Regions from separate parts of the Sus scrofa genome. Here region 1 is linked to region 2. A link is a contact called in public Hi-C data. All regions are on one chromosome and are shown on one strand. Each heading gives the region's core, a stretch centred on a gene start, on an enhancer-like site or on the middle of the called end of the contact. The rest is flanking DNA. Distances are from core to core; before and after follow the strand shown. Region 1 holds the start of NKX2-4 (homeobox protein Nkx-2.4). Region 2 has its middle 23 kb from the start of KIZ.

Evidence for each region. Hi-C and Micro-C count contacts between places; a contact is called where the count stands out from the background.
Region 1: a contact with region 2 is called in a Hi-C map of epiblast stem cells, with 1.7 times the contacts expected there. The contact joins the promoter of NKX2-4 here to the enhancer-like site in region 2. A contact is called at or near these places in 4 of 47 Hi-C or Micro-C datasets (brain, embryonic fibroblasts, epiblast stem cells and 1 more).

What each region holds. Positions count from the first base shown.
Region 1 is chr17:29,196,653-29,203,362 of Sscrofa11.1, forward strand. It overlaps NKX2-4 (homeobox protein Nkx-2.4), which reads right to left and starts at 4,646. Exons shown (of 2, transcript XM_021078193.1): 1 at 3,918-4,646; 2 at 1,017-3,582. The coding sequence starts at 4,371. The coding sequence ends at 2,966.
Region 2 is chr17:28,948,054-28,955,368 of Sscrofa11.1, forward strand. No RefSeq gene overlaps it. Among named protein-coding and RNA genes, the nearest start is that of KIZ, 23 kb to the right of the region's middle. Within about 2 kb of position 6,043, at least 5 of the 83 cell types and tissues checked have an H3K27ac peak or open chromatin away from gene starts, as enhancers often do. A contact at or near this core is called in epiblast stem cells, where this site is marked.

The sequences.
Region 1 (6,710 bases), core at 3,396-5,895, 250 kb after region 2:
ATGTTTTCTAAATCAGCAGTATTCAGTGCAGCTAACAAAGCAAGTCTTTGGAAGGTACTTGCATCTAGTGAACAAGATTGGGTCTCTGATTTGCTTTAAATTGAAAGTAAACAGTCCAAGAAAGTGGGGCTTGAACACAACATCTTTGTTGATAAAAGTCTGACTACTTGTTTCCACCTTTAGATTTTAGCTCTAAGCAAAGTCTTAAATAGAGGACAACTAGGTTACACTCCCCCTTCCACATACAAAACACCCCTCTTGTATCCTTCACATTGCTCGTGCACATGCTTGCACGCATGCACCCCCACACACACACTTCAAGACTTGCATCCCAACACAGATTTCATAAAAGTACCTGCAATCCCTGCTGTTCCTCTGAGCAATTTTGATTCTGGATTTGGGTTTCTGTGCCTCAATTGGAAAAGATGAGTTAGATTACTTTAAAACCCCTAAATATTTAGGCAAGTGTCGCATCTTCAGCTAGCATTTCTGAAATCAGGTTTTGCTGTGGCCGCTGCTAAACTTTGGAGGCGCTTTGTTCCACTCAATCCCTGCACCAGCCCGCCCTCCCTCTTGGTTGCAAAGACACTTATCCTCCTCTTCAGTTAATGAGTTTCACCTAGTCTGGCTGTTTGTGTTTTCTATAAAAGATCTGGCAAAGCACTAATTGCAAAAGAAGAAAAAAGCTCTTGTTTAAGCATTAATCAAGAATGTGGAATTCTACAGTTAAAAAGTTTCTATTTTAATGTTTCAAAATCAAACCTTATCCTAATTCCAGGAGGTGTCCACATAAACTCAGTTCATTTCTGGGTGTAGAATGTGAATCCCAGTTCCTGCATAGGAGTTCCTTCGGGCTTGGGTTCTTTACTGTTTAAAGGAAGGCTTAAAGGAAAAAGTATGCCTGTACCAAACACACTTTCAGAAAATATAAAGAAGCCTGTTTCTTCTTAGTGATCTTTTTGACAGAGAGTTCACTTAGTCTAAGGGATTTTTGTTGTTGTTGTTCCAGAAATGAATTATCAAGGAAAAAACTGTCTGTGAATATTTATTTTCTTTAAATATGTTACTTGGAGTCCTTAGTCCATAGCTATGTTTTTGTTAATAATTGGGCTGTAAAAAAAAAAAAATTACAAACCATATGAACTTTTGGAACACATCTTCTAGAAGTAAAATTTCAGAATTCTGGTACTAATATGAAGAATCAAATCAATAAACAAGCACTTTAAAATTTGGCACATCAGCTATAGTTATGTTAACTTGGCTAACATTTTCAAAGTCAATTCTATGAATATGCAAAAGCCCACAATGGGAGAATTTTCCGAAGGTGTATGGCACCGTTTTCGTGTTATTTTTTCTTCTCAAATTCTTTTGTATGTTAAATGTTTGAAGTCAATTATTATTGTGCAAAAAAACATTCACAGCCCCTTGATAAAGCCTGATCTCCTTGCTTCTTTAGTGTTTTTCCCCTTTGTGAAAGGAACTTGAGTTTTAAAAATTATTATTAGTTATATAAAATACATTTAGAGAAAGTGCTACATCTAAAACATCTTAAGAATTCACCTTACACATTCAGAAAAACGCTCAAACAATGAAGTGAAATAAAATGCTTCAAACTATAATTCCAAACTTCAAATGCAGAAGAGGTTTAGGATCTCTGGTAATTTTGTTTTGTTCACTTATGAATCATGCTTTATCTATATTATGTCTTTAATTTTCATTCATTTTATAAGTTCACATTATTCAGCTTTCTTTTAGTATTTTTACTCTGCTACCAGTTATTTAAATCATGAGTAAACGGAGCTATGTTGTCATATAATGCCAACTAGTGTAAAACCAAACCAAACCAAACCTACACAACCAAGTAAAAAAGAAATGACCACTTGACTTTTACCAAAAAAAAAAAGTTCTTAAGGTTCTTTTAAGTTATATTTAAATATTCTTTTGAAGCATAGGAAATATAAATTGGCATATTAAAGAGTAAATACATAATTTGTACAAGAAAACACCAACAAAATTGGTGTGTAACCCCTACTAAGTTCTACATGTGATGAGCAAATTATAAATACTTTACTCATTCTTTACATACTGATTACAATTCAATAAATCAGCTTATCCTTTCTTCTTGACATGCTCTGAAATACAGATTTTTTTAATTGCTTTTTTAGAAATTTGCTTGCTGGTTCTAGTACATCATCAAGGTATTCAAATTCAGACAAGGAAATACCTTACAAAGAATAAATAACGTTTGTCTACTCCAGATAGGGTTATATATTTTATCCGTTGATTCTGGGAGACCAGTTTCCATATAAAAAGTAGTTTACAACCCTTCTTTCTTTTAATGAGCTGCCTCTTACGGGGAGAAATCCTTTTTTAGGGTAATATACAAACACTCATTTGCCAAATAATGACCAAAACATTTCAAAATCAGCATTAAATTTAAAAAGCTATATCAATCCGTATAAGCAGTATTTTGATTATTTTTATTCCATTTCTCTCAATGGCAATAATTCCTCTGCAATAATGTTGCTATGTGCATGATCCACCTTGAGCTACAATTCAATTTACTTTCAATCAAACATTAATGAAATTGCACTTAAGGGGGGCGGGGGCTTCGAAAATTAATCTCCCAAGATAAGTTCCACTTCAAGAATTCATTGTTAAAGCTGGGTTGATCTGCAGAGCTACAAACACCAACGAAGTTTCTTCCAACGTTTAAAACTCCGAGAGCTTTGGTTAGGGACGTGGTGGATGTGGACTCAGCCGGCTTTTCACACAATTTAGGAACTTCTAGAAGGAGGAAATCACCACCTCAAAGCCTCCGGGCGTGAAACTCATTATTCAATCCCGGGGTGGTCGCCGTCCCACCTCCGGCAGAGAGGCTGGAGCCTGCCCCTCTCCAGGGAGCGTCCGTACTCGGCCGCCGTGCGGAGTCCGCCCCGGCGCGCCTCCCCGCCGGCACGCGCGGTCACCACGTCCTGCCGTAGAGCAGGTTGGCGCCCAGCGTGCCGCCGCCGAAGTCCCCCGCGGTCGCGTCCAGGGCTGCCAGGCCGCCCCCCGGGCCATGCAGCGCGGGCGGGCTCGGAGACAGCTCCTCCAGCTCGGGCGCGGGCGTCGGCGCGGGCGGCTGCGGGCCGGCTTGGCCGGGCGTCGGCGGGCCGGCCCCGTTCTGGCAGGGCTTGCCGTCCTTGACCAGCACCGGCACGGCCACGCGGCGCGGGGACGGTGGCGGCGGCGGGCCCAGGCCGGCCTCCTGCTGCAGCTGCTGCGCCGCCTTGTCCTTGGCCTGCCGCTTCATCTTGTAGCGGTGATTCTGGAACCAGATCTTGACCTGCGTGGGCGTCAGGTGGATCATGCTGGCCAGGTGCTCGCGCTCGGGCGCCGACAGGTACTTCTGCTGCTTGAAACGCCGCTCCAGCTCGTAGACCTGCGCCTGCGAGAAGAGCACGCGGCGCTTCCTGCGCGGCGCCGCCGCCGCCGCCGCCGCGTGCAAGGGCGCCAGCGACTTGGCGGCATCCGCGATGCCCGTCAGCGACCCCATGCCGGTCACGTTCACGCCCGCCGACGGCCCCATGAACCTGGAGACTGGGGAGGGGCCCAAGGAGAAGCCCGGTCAGCCTCCGCCCAGCTTTTCTTGCGCCCTGGCGGCCGCGACGCCAACCGGACCGCGGCCGGGGTCGCAGGACGCCCGGCGCCCCCCACACTCCCCCAGCTGGGTCCCAGCGCCCCCACCCCACCCCCGCGCGCGTGCAGGGTCCCAGGACGTCCCGCGCGCTCCCGGCGGGATCCCAGCGCGCGCAAAGTTCCAGGGCGCCCCGCGCGCCCGTGGCCAGGTCCCAGCGCCCCCCGCGCCCCGCGCCGTGGCAGGAAAAGCCCGCGCCGTCCGCTGCCCTCCGTCCCGCGCGCCTGGCCCCGCTCACTTGACGAGTAGCGCGGGTCCGGGTTGGCGCCGTACCAGCCGGTGGCCGCGGCAGCCGCGCCTCCCCGCATGCCGTCCGTGTAGGCGGGCAGCTCGCCCATGTTGCCCAGGCCGCCGTTGCAGTAGCCACCCATGGCGCCGTGCGGGAACTGCGAGACGCCTGGCGGCATGTGGTAGGTGGCGGCCGCCGCCGCTGCCGCCGCCGCCGCCGCAGCCGCCGCCGCCGCGTTGTGGCCCGCCATGGCGTGCGGGGGCTGCATGCCCGCCACGGCCGCCGCCTGGGAGGACGGACCCGGCGGCGGCGCGCGGTAGGCGGCGGCCGCGGCCCCCAGGGACGCCCCCAGGCCGGGCGGCGCGCTATCCATGGCGCCGCCGAACTTCTTGTAGGTCTCCTCGATGGGGCTCAGGATGTCGGACACGGAGAAGGGCGTCGTGTGCTTGGGGCTCAACGACATGGCTCGGCGGGCGGCCAGGTAGGGGGGCCCGGGGCGGGCGCGGGCGGGACGCGGCGGCCACTCGTCGCCGCCACCTCGGCCACGGCGGCAGCGCCTGTGACCAGGAGTCGCGGCGCGGCGAGCCCCTAGAGCTGCGGGATCTGGGGTTTATTTTAGTCCGGCGCCAGGTTTACGACAGACTCGGGGGGCGGAGCAATATCCCAAACGAGCAAACAATGGTCATTGACATCTTTTTCTCTCGCCCCCCCCCGCCCCCCCATAGTGGAGGCAGAAAAGGTAAAGGGAGCAGTTGGGTGTTTCTTGAAAAGATCACCCCCACCCCCTTTGCTTTCTCCGACCTTCCCCGCCTCCATCCCAGCGGTTACCCCGGCCCTCGAGCCCCAGAAATAAAACTCCGAGGCCGGCGTTGAGTCTTGACCTGAAGGACTCCGCACCTCTGGCCATCCAGACCCCAGGTTTCCTAAAGTAACTTCGTAGAAGAGTCCAGTATAATTGAGGTGGCGGCGTAGGGGGTGCGGGGGGGGCGGTATGCAGGGCTTGCCGAGTCCTCTCCAGCTACCAGCCTCTCACTCGCTCCATCGTCTACTAAAGTGTTAAAAAAGAAAAGAAAAGGGAAAAAAAAAAAAAGAAAAGAAAAGAAAGAAAAAGGCTCTTGGGTCCCACCGTAAGAGCGCATAAAGAGCTGAGGTACAATGACCGTTCTCTGCCATTGTCGGGCTTCTAATTTATGCATCTTTAGACTCTTAAGCATCATTTTGTGGGCAGCCAAACGGGCCCTTCCAAATTAGCTCAAAGTATCCAAATCCAAAGATGAGAGAAAACACACAGGGATACAGATGCACAGATGCTAACTTGTAAGTATTCTGTTTCTACTCTGTGGGGATGGAGGTTGGATTAGGGAATCAGGGTACATTTTTTCATCTGTTCCAATGTTTCCTGTTCATTTTTTACCTGTGAAGTTCTTTACAGGTTTCTTTATCTTTGTTTTTTTTTCCTGCGCCCCTGCCTCAAGTAAAAGTGTCCAACTTAGGGTTTATTGGCATATCATTACAGTGAAAGGAAAAAAAGAAGAAAAAGAAAATCCAAATATTTCTAGCTAATCAAAATGCATCTTTTTATTGTTCTTTGAAAAACATAAACTACTCAAGGAATATGAAATGGATGCTGAGGTCAGGTGAAAATGGTAATTTCTCTTGAAAAATATGCAACTGTAGATAAAGTGATTTTTTAAAAAAACTTTGTCAGCCTTTGATTTGCAAATGTACCTGCACAGCAAAGAAGAATTTAGACATTGTGAACTTTCCACTGAATACTGAGCACGACAAAGAATAGGACAAAAGAAGTGTGCAAAGCATATTGATTAAATTTTGAAACAGCCCTTCAGTTAAAACAGAAAAACAAAGACGCAGTTTTTAAGTTTTCTTGACCAGGACACCAAAAAGAAAAACAAGGAGAGTGCTTTCTTAAGCAAGATTTTATTGTTTTAAAAAGAACACGGTGTATGAAAACGATTCCAGTTGAACCTAATAGGACATAAAACCCAATGGCACATGTCTTGAAGGGAAGAACAGTTACCTACTCCTTGTTTGGTTTCAGCCCTTTGGTTGGAGTGTCTTCCGTGGTTTTGGTCTTATTGTTTTAAAAATTGTTTTGTTCATTTCAGCAAGTTTTCTAAAGACTCTGGGCACAGGGGATGGGGCAGGGAAGGGACCAATATTCATCTACGGGAAGAAAGTGTCAACCAGGCAAGTGTGGAGAGTACTAGTATTTTAAAATGCTGAAAGAACAAAAGACAAGGTACCATTGATTGTTTGCAGATGTCACTTAGGCTACAAATTTTTAAATTTTGTATTTTATATGCTACAATTTTAACATGATGCTACTCTTACAGGTCTTTCCTGAACTTGAAACACTTGGGCTAGGTCTTCATCTTCACCTGCGCTGGAATTGCCTGCTTAGTTGTTTTGTTTTGTTTTAATAGCAATACACAAGCATTTATATGTGTATTTAGTGGTTGCTGTAATCTTGAAAACTGCAGTTTGGCTTCTAAGTTTTGGTTTAATTCAAATTTTATTGCTTACTTGATTCACATAAATCAAAAATAGTAGAAAGTCTTTCCCTTTAAACTTGTCTCAGAGATAACAGGGTAAGTAAAAGTAGTTGTTATAACATCTATGGATATACAAGTCGCTCGTGAACCATTAAATTTTATTTTTCAAGTTCAAACATGTTTCAGAAATGAAACCTATTAATAATCTTCATGTCGATTAGTTATTCAAACTGCAAAATTGCTCGCAGTTTTTTCCCAGACAATTGTTATTTACTCTGTTTCAGGCTAT
Region 2 (7,315 bases), core at 4,793-7,292:
TGTGTACGTATCCCAGCTCACTCCAAGGCAGGCATTCTACACTGTGTCCCAGAGCTCCCTCGGTAGAACTAAATCCCAGCTGTCTGCAATGGTTTACAATGCACTTTAGTGGCTGCCTTCCCATCCCTGTCTTTCAGCCCCAATTCTGACTGGCATTTCCTGACATTGCCTCCCAATAAACTGCTTGCACTTGGAGAAACCCAAGCGAAGATACACTCATTTTACAGTTAAGAAAAATAAAGCCAGGATGCAGATTCTTTCCAGTGAGCGCTAAAACAAAGTGAACCAAAATGTGCAGTTTTTTAAACAAAATAGAAATGTATTTCTTTCCAAGTAACAGTCCAGGGTGAGAGAGGGCAAACTCTGCTCCAGTAAGTCATCTTGTAAACCCAGGCCATTGGGGGAGTTCCATCATCCTCAATGTGCAGCTTCCCTTCGCATCACTTGCAGGCAGCAGGAAGGAACAGGAAGGTGCAAGTATGGGGTGGCGATTACTCCCATCACTTCCGCTTGCATTCCATTGGTGACCACCTAGTCACATGGGACATATGCAGCTGCAAGGGAAGCTGGGAAATGTAGTCCAGATGGACAGCCATATGCCCAGTAAGAAGAGAACAAATTGGTGAGAAGTGGCAGACAGGAGGCTCTGACACAGGGGAATCAGGTGATTGCCCAAGTACCTGCAGCTAGTTAGAGGAAAACTAGAATTATAAACCTTCTGCCCACCTTTTATTTTCCTTCTACCCCCACACTGATTGCAAGTTGACTGTGGCCAGCCTCAAATGCCATGCTTATGTCTGACATTCTGCAGGGTCCACCTCCCCTCATCACCCTGTCAGCAAAGCAGAATAAGCCCGCGCAGGTTCAGTTCACAATAGGCTGCTAGATTGGACTTTCCTGCTAAAGCAAACAGTCGTGACCCCAGTTCCAACTGCCCATGGCCTTCCCTTTACTGTTAGCCCATGTTGCCCTTTAGTGCAATTTTTTTTTTCTTTTTTTTGCCTTTTGTCTTTTTAGGGCCACACCTGAGGCATATGGAGGTTCCCAGGCTAGGGCTGAATTGGACCTGTAGCTGCCAGCCACAGCTACAACAGCACTGTATCCGAGCCGTATCTGTGACCTACATCACAGCTCATGGCAACGCCGGATCCTTAACCCACTGAGTGAGGCCAGGGATCGAACCCAAAACCTCATTGTTACTAGTCGGGTTCATTAACCACTGAGCCAGGAAGGGAACTCCAGGGCAAATGTTTAAAATAATAATAATGGCCCACTTCCTCAAGGTAATTTACTGCCATGTACCACAACAGTGACTTTAGATACCATCCAAGTCTACAATGGCAACAGTGTGAAGGGCACCCCTGGAGTTAGGAGAAGTTTTCAACCTGTCAATTGTAATCATGAGTCCTGGGCAGGGGAGAGAGAGAAGAGAACCATGGAGCTGGCTGACATCTGTGATGGTCAGGGATATTTTACGGTCATCTCTGAAGATGGTCTGCAGTTATCCACACACAGGCCTAAGTGCTGAAGTTCTTTCGTTTGGAACACATCTCAGGGACGGAGATGCCCATCCAGCATCAGCACCCAGGACAGCTCACTGAAATATTAAAACAGAGGGAAATGAGAGCAGACAGGAATGTCTAAGTGAATGCTCTTCACAACTTTTACATGCTAATCTGTATTTTTCAAATTCAATTTTGACTAGGGTCGGGTTTAAGCTAGCCATGTATGTATCTCTCTCTTCTCTCTCTCTCTCTCTGTGTATCTCTCTCTTCTCTCTCTCTTTTTGGCCTTTTGCCTTTTAGGCTAGTTATCTAATCGGAGCTGTAGCCACTGGCCTATGCCAGAGCCATAGCAACGCAGGATCCAAGCCGAGTCTGCAACCTACACCACAGCTCACAGCAACAACGGATCTTTAACCCACTGAGCAAGGCCAGGGACCGAACCCGCAACCTCATTGCTCCTAGTCAGATTCGTTAACCACTGCACCACGAAGGGAACTCCAACTCTCTCTCTCTTTTTTTTTTTTTCTTTTAAGGGCAATGGAAGCAAATGACTTGAAAGAATGTGTTTAGTGGAAGAATTGGTTTAATGGCTCTGCACTGTTCTTATCTCTCAAATTTAAAAATAATCCTTTTATCCGTGATAAAGATAGCACAGAGTTTTTAAACTCATTATCCTGCCCCTTAGCCATTCTTTAATTTTCCCCAAGAAAGAAGGTATATTTCTTTCACAGTTAGGTTGGAAATGACCAGGGTATGTGTGGTTTAAGTTAGCGAACATCACCTGTTACTAGATTTCCAATATTGTCGGTGCAAGTGTAGCTCAGTGTGGTTACCTCTGATTTGAACTTTACAAAGTAAGGTGGCACTCCACTTTTTTTTTCTAACAATTTCCCATTATGCTCAGCAAAATTCCGTCCAAATGCAGACCTCAGTCTCATTTAGGAAACTGTGTTGAAAATATGTGTCTAATCACCAAGAAGCCAAGCATTTATCAGGATAATCCTTCCAAACTCATCAACTTTAATGGTATCCAGACGGCTTTTCTGGAGAGGGCTCATTAGTTTAAAAAAAAAAAAATTCTCAAAATGTCAATGTTCTGTGGCTTTACTTACTGAGTCAAAAACATAATCAGAGTTCCCTGCCTTCCTGTTTAATAGCCATTTTCTGCCTACATACTGCTTTGAAAAATAGTCAAACAAATGTAAAGAAGATAAATATCAGGCATAAACGAACTACCGCCAAAGGGGATAGGTTGGATGCATAAAAATGAGTAACATCAGAGCTGCAGATTAAGAAAGTGAATATGTTGGTGTTTAAAATTAGAATGGTTCCCAAAAGAATTGATAATGTTCCATTTAAGAAAAGAAATGTTTTCAAATCACTCTGCTGACTAGAGAAGCCTGAATCAAAGTCAGAAATTAATAAAAAGATGCAGACAGAGACCCTCCGTCATAAATAACAGAGCAGACTTGCAGGCTTATAAAAGCCTGCAAAGCCTGGTGGTGTCTATAGTTCCAAGGGGGAAAAAAATCTAATGAAATGCAAGAAGAAAATGGTAAAAATAGAAATGAATGTTCCTGGTAGAAACGCTATTGTGTTCTTGCGACACAATGACTTGTTTTCTGGAAAACTAATTCTTCCATTGAGCTCAGGCAAGCATTGTATTCATTGTAAAGTTGTATATTTAGACCGATAGTCTGAAGGGTTTGACTGCATTTAAAGCTCAGTGCTACCCCAGGCTCATTAGAGTAAAGGACAAAGCTCTATCATATTACTGTTCTGACAGGACTCAGAACTTCAGGGTAGTTTTCAGTGGCTTCAAGTACCTAGATTGTCAGCAGTGTAGGAAACAGAAAGCAGAGTATTGAATGGGTGAAGTGTATACATCAAACGAGCAGGAATGTATAGACAGAGATAAGGATCCTAGTCCAACACTGTGTTATAGTGAAGTCAGTGCAGAACAATTCCTGGATAAACACAGACCTGGAGTAAATTGAGCTGCAATGCACAGGTTGCAAATATTAGAGCCGTCTGGGTCTCATTCAAGATCAGATGGTTCCTTTCTAGACTATCAGAAACAGGGCTCTGCTAGGGGTGGAAGAAAGATAAAGGAGCCTAATCACAGCCATGAAACCTTTGGTGAAGAGAAAGAGATGGCGAAAGAAGAGTGTCAATTCAGCTGTTTCCACAACGAGATGGCATAATTCTACAAGTGCTTGGGTTTTTGTTTGGTTTTTTTTTTTTTTTTTTTTTTTTGTATCTAAAATCCGGGCCAACTCAATGTTGTAGCTGACGTACTTGTGCTCTATGGGAAGCTGCTATGAGGATGGGGTCGTGTTGGCCCAGGATGAAGGTAGGAAGGACAGAGTGTGGTCAGGAGGAAAGATGGAGAGAAGTCAGGTAAGGCCCCATGTCCAGTCAAAACAACTCTCTCCTTCTGTCTAAGAACTCAACTTGTTTCTTAGGTATTTATTTGTGCAATGAGTAATAAATTTAGACAGAGATAACACTGAAAGGTACAAGAAGCAATACAAAGAAAACTTGGTCTCCCTCCCACCCACCTACCTGGTTCCCCTTCAGGTGGGAACCACCGTGACTCTCCCTCATCTTGTAGATATTTCCATGCACAAGTCCAATCGCTGTTTCAATCCATGATAGTAAAGAAAAGCAGCCTCCACCCTGTCCAGTTCCTCCCCAACACCAACGTTCCCCTCCACTCAGTCCCCAACCAGAATGTCTGTCCATCTCAGAGTGTTTAATAGACAGAATAGACAACCCTGATGACCCAGGCGTTGTTTTGTTTTTGTTTATTATTTTTAAGGGGCTGGGTTATTGCTTAATGATAATGACTTATTTTGCGCATTGTCCTCTGCTGATGTTTAAAAGATAAGAAGACATTTGTCTGTGCTGATGCCTGAGGCCCTCAGAGAATGCAGGGACACCCTGCCAAAACGTTTCCAATGAATAGTCATCGGGCTGCCAGATAATTCAGAAACTATTTGTATGAGCTGTTTATCAAATTATTAACCGCACAGATGTTGTTTGGCTGAAGAGCAGCTGAATCCCCTCTCTGGCAGCCGCGGAGACAAAGGTCTCCGGGAATAATTGGAGATGTGCATGGAATATTAAATTAATTTACTGCTCTTAATTCTTATGCAAATTCTGACCTCCGATGGCGCCTATCAATTACCCCGCGCGCAGTGAAAGCGAAGGCGACAGTTTCTTTTCTCCTCTTTCCTTTTTTTTTTTTTTTTTTTTTAGAACTCGAAAAAGGAAATATTTGCAATAAGCCGGCAGTAGGAGCAGCGTGTAACTGGAATTATTTAATTGAATCTCCAAGTTTTCAGGGTAGCCCGTCGAGGATAAAACCCCAGGACTCCAGGGAAAGGGCGGGAGGGGTGCGGAGGGCGCAGGAATTTGTTGGTTTGACTGCACACCTGCGGGCAGCGGGAAATACGGCCATAAGCAGAGACTGGCGGTGGCAGATGAAACACTGGCCTGCAGGTGGACGCGGGCCTTCGCGATTCTGTGCGCTCAGGTCCGCGCGTGATTCGCTATGAGTCCCGCGCACTTCGCAAACCCAGGTCAACCTTGGAAGCGCCTTCGCGATGCTTTCCTGGACAGCTGCCTACAAGGTCTCCATCGGAGCTCTGGCTTCCTTTTACTTTTCTTCCATGGGTTTTAACCCTTTTTACAACCCCCAACCAAAAAAGCAAAAAGTAAACAAAAAGCCGACTTATTATTTGTTGGAAAAAACAAGCACGCCCATGTCCAACTCCTACTGAAATCCCGGGTGGGCCGAAATGCATTTAATTGTCTCCTGCGTGGACAAGTGACACCCACTCCTCTCTGAATTGAGCAAATGCCGGCGCTTTGTCTGCGCTGGTGATTTCAGCTCTGTGCGGCTTCCGCGCCCCGGTGGTGGGTTGTAAAACTGGGGTCTCAGAGTCTTTCATCATCTTTCTAATAAGGAAACCAAATCGGGCGCATAATGTCATCAGCCTTGGCTAGACCTCGCCGGGACCTCAGCAGCCCGACAAGTCGCCAGAGGCCCCCGGCGTAGTCACGACGCGCCGCCTTTCAGCTCCTCTCGGCCCCCACAAAAGCCAGACAACAATATCAATTAATCATGCAGCCGGCAAACAAGGAGATTTATCCCGCGACAAACAGCCCCACCGAGAGCCGCTGAATGGGCGTGATTAGCATGTGAAAAGGCGAGCAAAACTCCGCGGTTCAACAGCTAAAGAGCAATTTGATGGGGCTGGGACGGGGAAATTACTTGATTAGCGCCCGTCGGAGGAGAGCACGGTTACAGCCCCTCGGCCCGGAATCCGGAGGGGAACAAAACGCGCCGGTAAACGCTGCAACGTGGAGGGACAGCGCGCGAGGGAGGGGAGCGCTGGGGCCCGCGCTGCGGCCGTGAACCCGGGTGGAGCGGGAAGGATGAGGACGGGGTCACCTGCCAGCCACAGCCAACCCCGGAGGCCGGAGCCAGCGGGAGCTGCGACTACTGATTCTCACCGCCCTCACCCAGGGCTCCCTGGCCGGAACAGGGCGGACTCAGACATCCCCATCCCGTGCTGAAGGCGGATCTTTGACGCACTGCCCCTGCTCTGAGCCGAAATAAGTGCTGGCAGAGGGAAAGGCCCACCCACGGCGTCCCTGGAGTCCTCTGTGGGGGCCCAGGGGCAAAGGCCGCCCGGCAGCAGCCTCCGCCAGCTCTGGGGCTCCCGCCCAAGTCAGAGTCGCTAAGACGGCGGTGCGGCCGTTGCACCCGTAGCTCTGCTGTTCGGTTCCCGCGGGCAGAGAAGATTGGAGCCAGTCAAGATGTGTTTTCTGGCTCTTTCGAATTTAATAACCTTGTTCCTGCCTGCTTGAAAGGCTGTCGCGTTTGGGCGTGATTTTTGATGAGAGAAAGTTCTTTGGCTGCGTCCCCTCGGGGAGGAGGTTGGGGGGCTGGGGCCGAGTGCATTGCGCGTGGAGTGAGGACGCGAGAACCTTGGGGAAGAGACCTGGATGGAGCAAGGCCCCGGGCTCTCCCTGGTCTCCGGTGGGCACACCGGGGCTGCCCTGGATCCGCATATGAGGGGCCAGAACTGGCGGCGTAGGAAGCCGCGCATCGCGGCCTCCTCCCAGGTCCGGGGGGCAGGTCCGGAGACCTGCGGCCCGAGATGGCCCGGGGTTTGGCTTGGGTACACTTGGGCCTTTGAGGCGGCGCTTTCACTTTCTGGGTAGATGGGTGACCTGGTGAAATGCTAAGAAGCGGAGCGGCTTAGGGTTTGTAGGACAAGGCCCAGTGCGGTGGGCTGGCACACTCAGTCCCCCATCATCCAGCTTAGGTTGCCCACGCTTTTGGTTTTCACTCCCTTGGCGCCTGAAGCCTTCCCTCTGGAGGCAGGCCCACAACCCCCGGCTCCCTAGCTCCTCCCAGCGCCTGGGAAGGGAAAGGCTACCCCCATCCCCTGCCCCCAGCCCCCCGTCCCCCCAAAGCCCAGGCTAACTTCCTCCTGGTCTTCAGGACGCACTAAAAGGGTCCTTCTATCTCACGCCCCGAATCGGGGTGCACAGGTGTCTCCGGATGCGGCCTTCAATTTACCTGGAGTAGAGAGAGTCTAATTCGGCTTTGGTGAAGCACATTAACACAAATGGAATAAAGACTTCGATAGCTTCGCCATGGCCCAGGCCGTCTTACGTTCACCCTGCCCCTTGGTACAAAGGAACCAGGAACCAGGGAGTCAGATTTTGTTTTCTATGAAGGGTGGCTGGTGAGTCGCCCCCATCAAGCTGAACAATTGTCACCCGGTTGAACA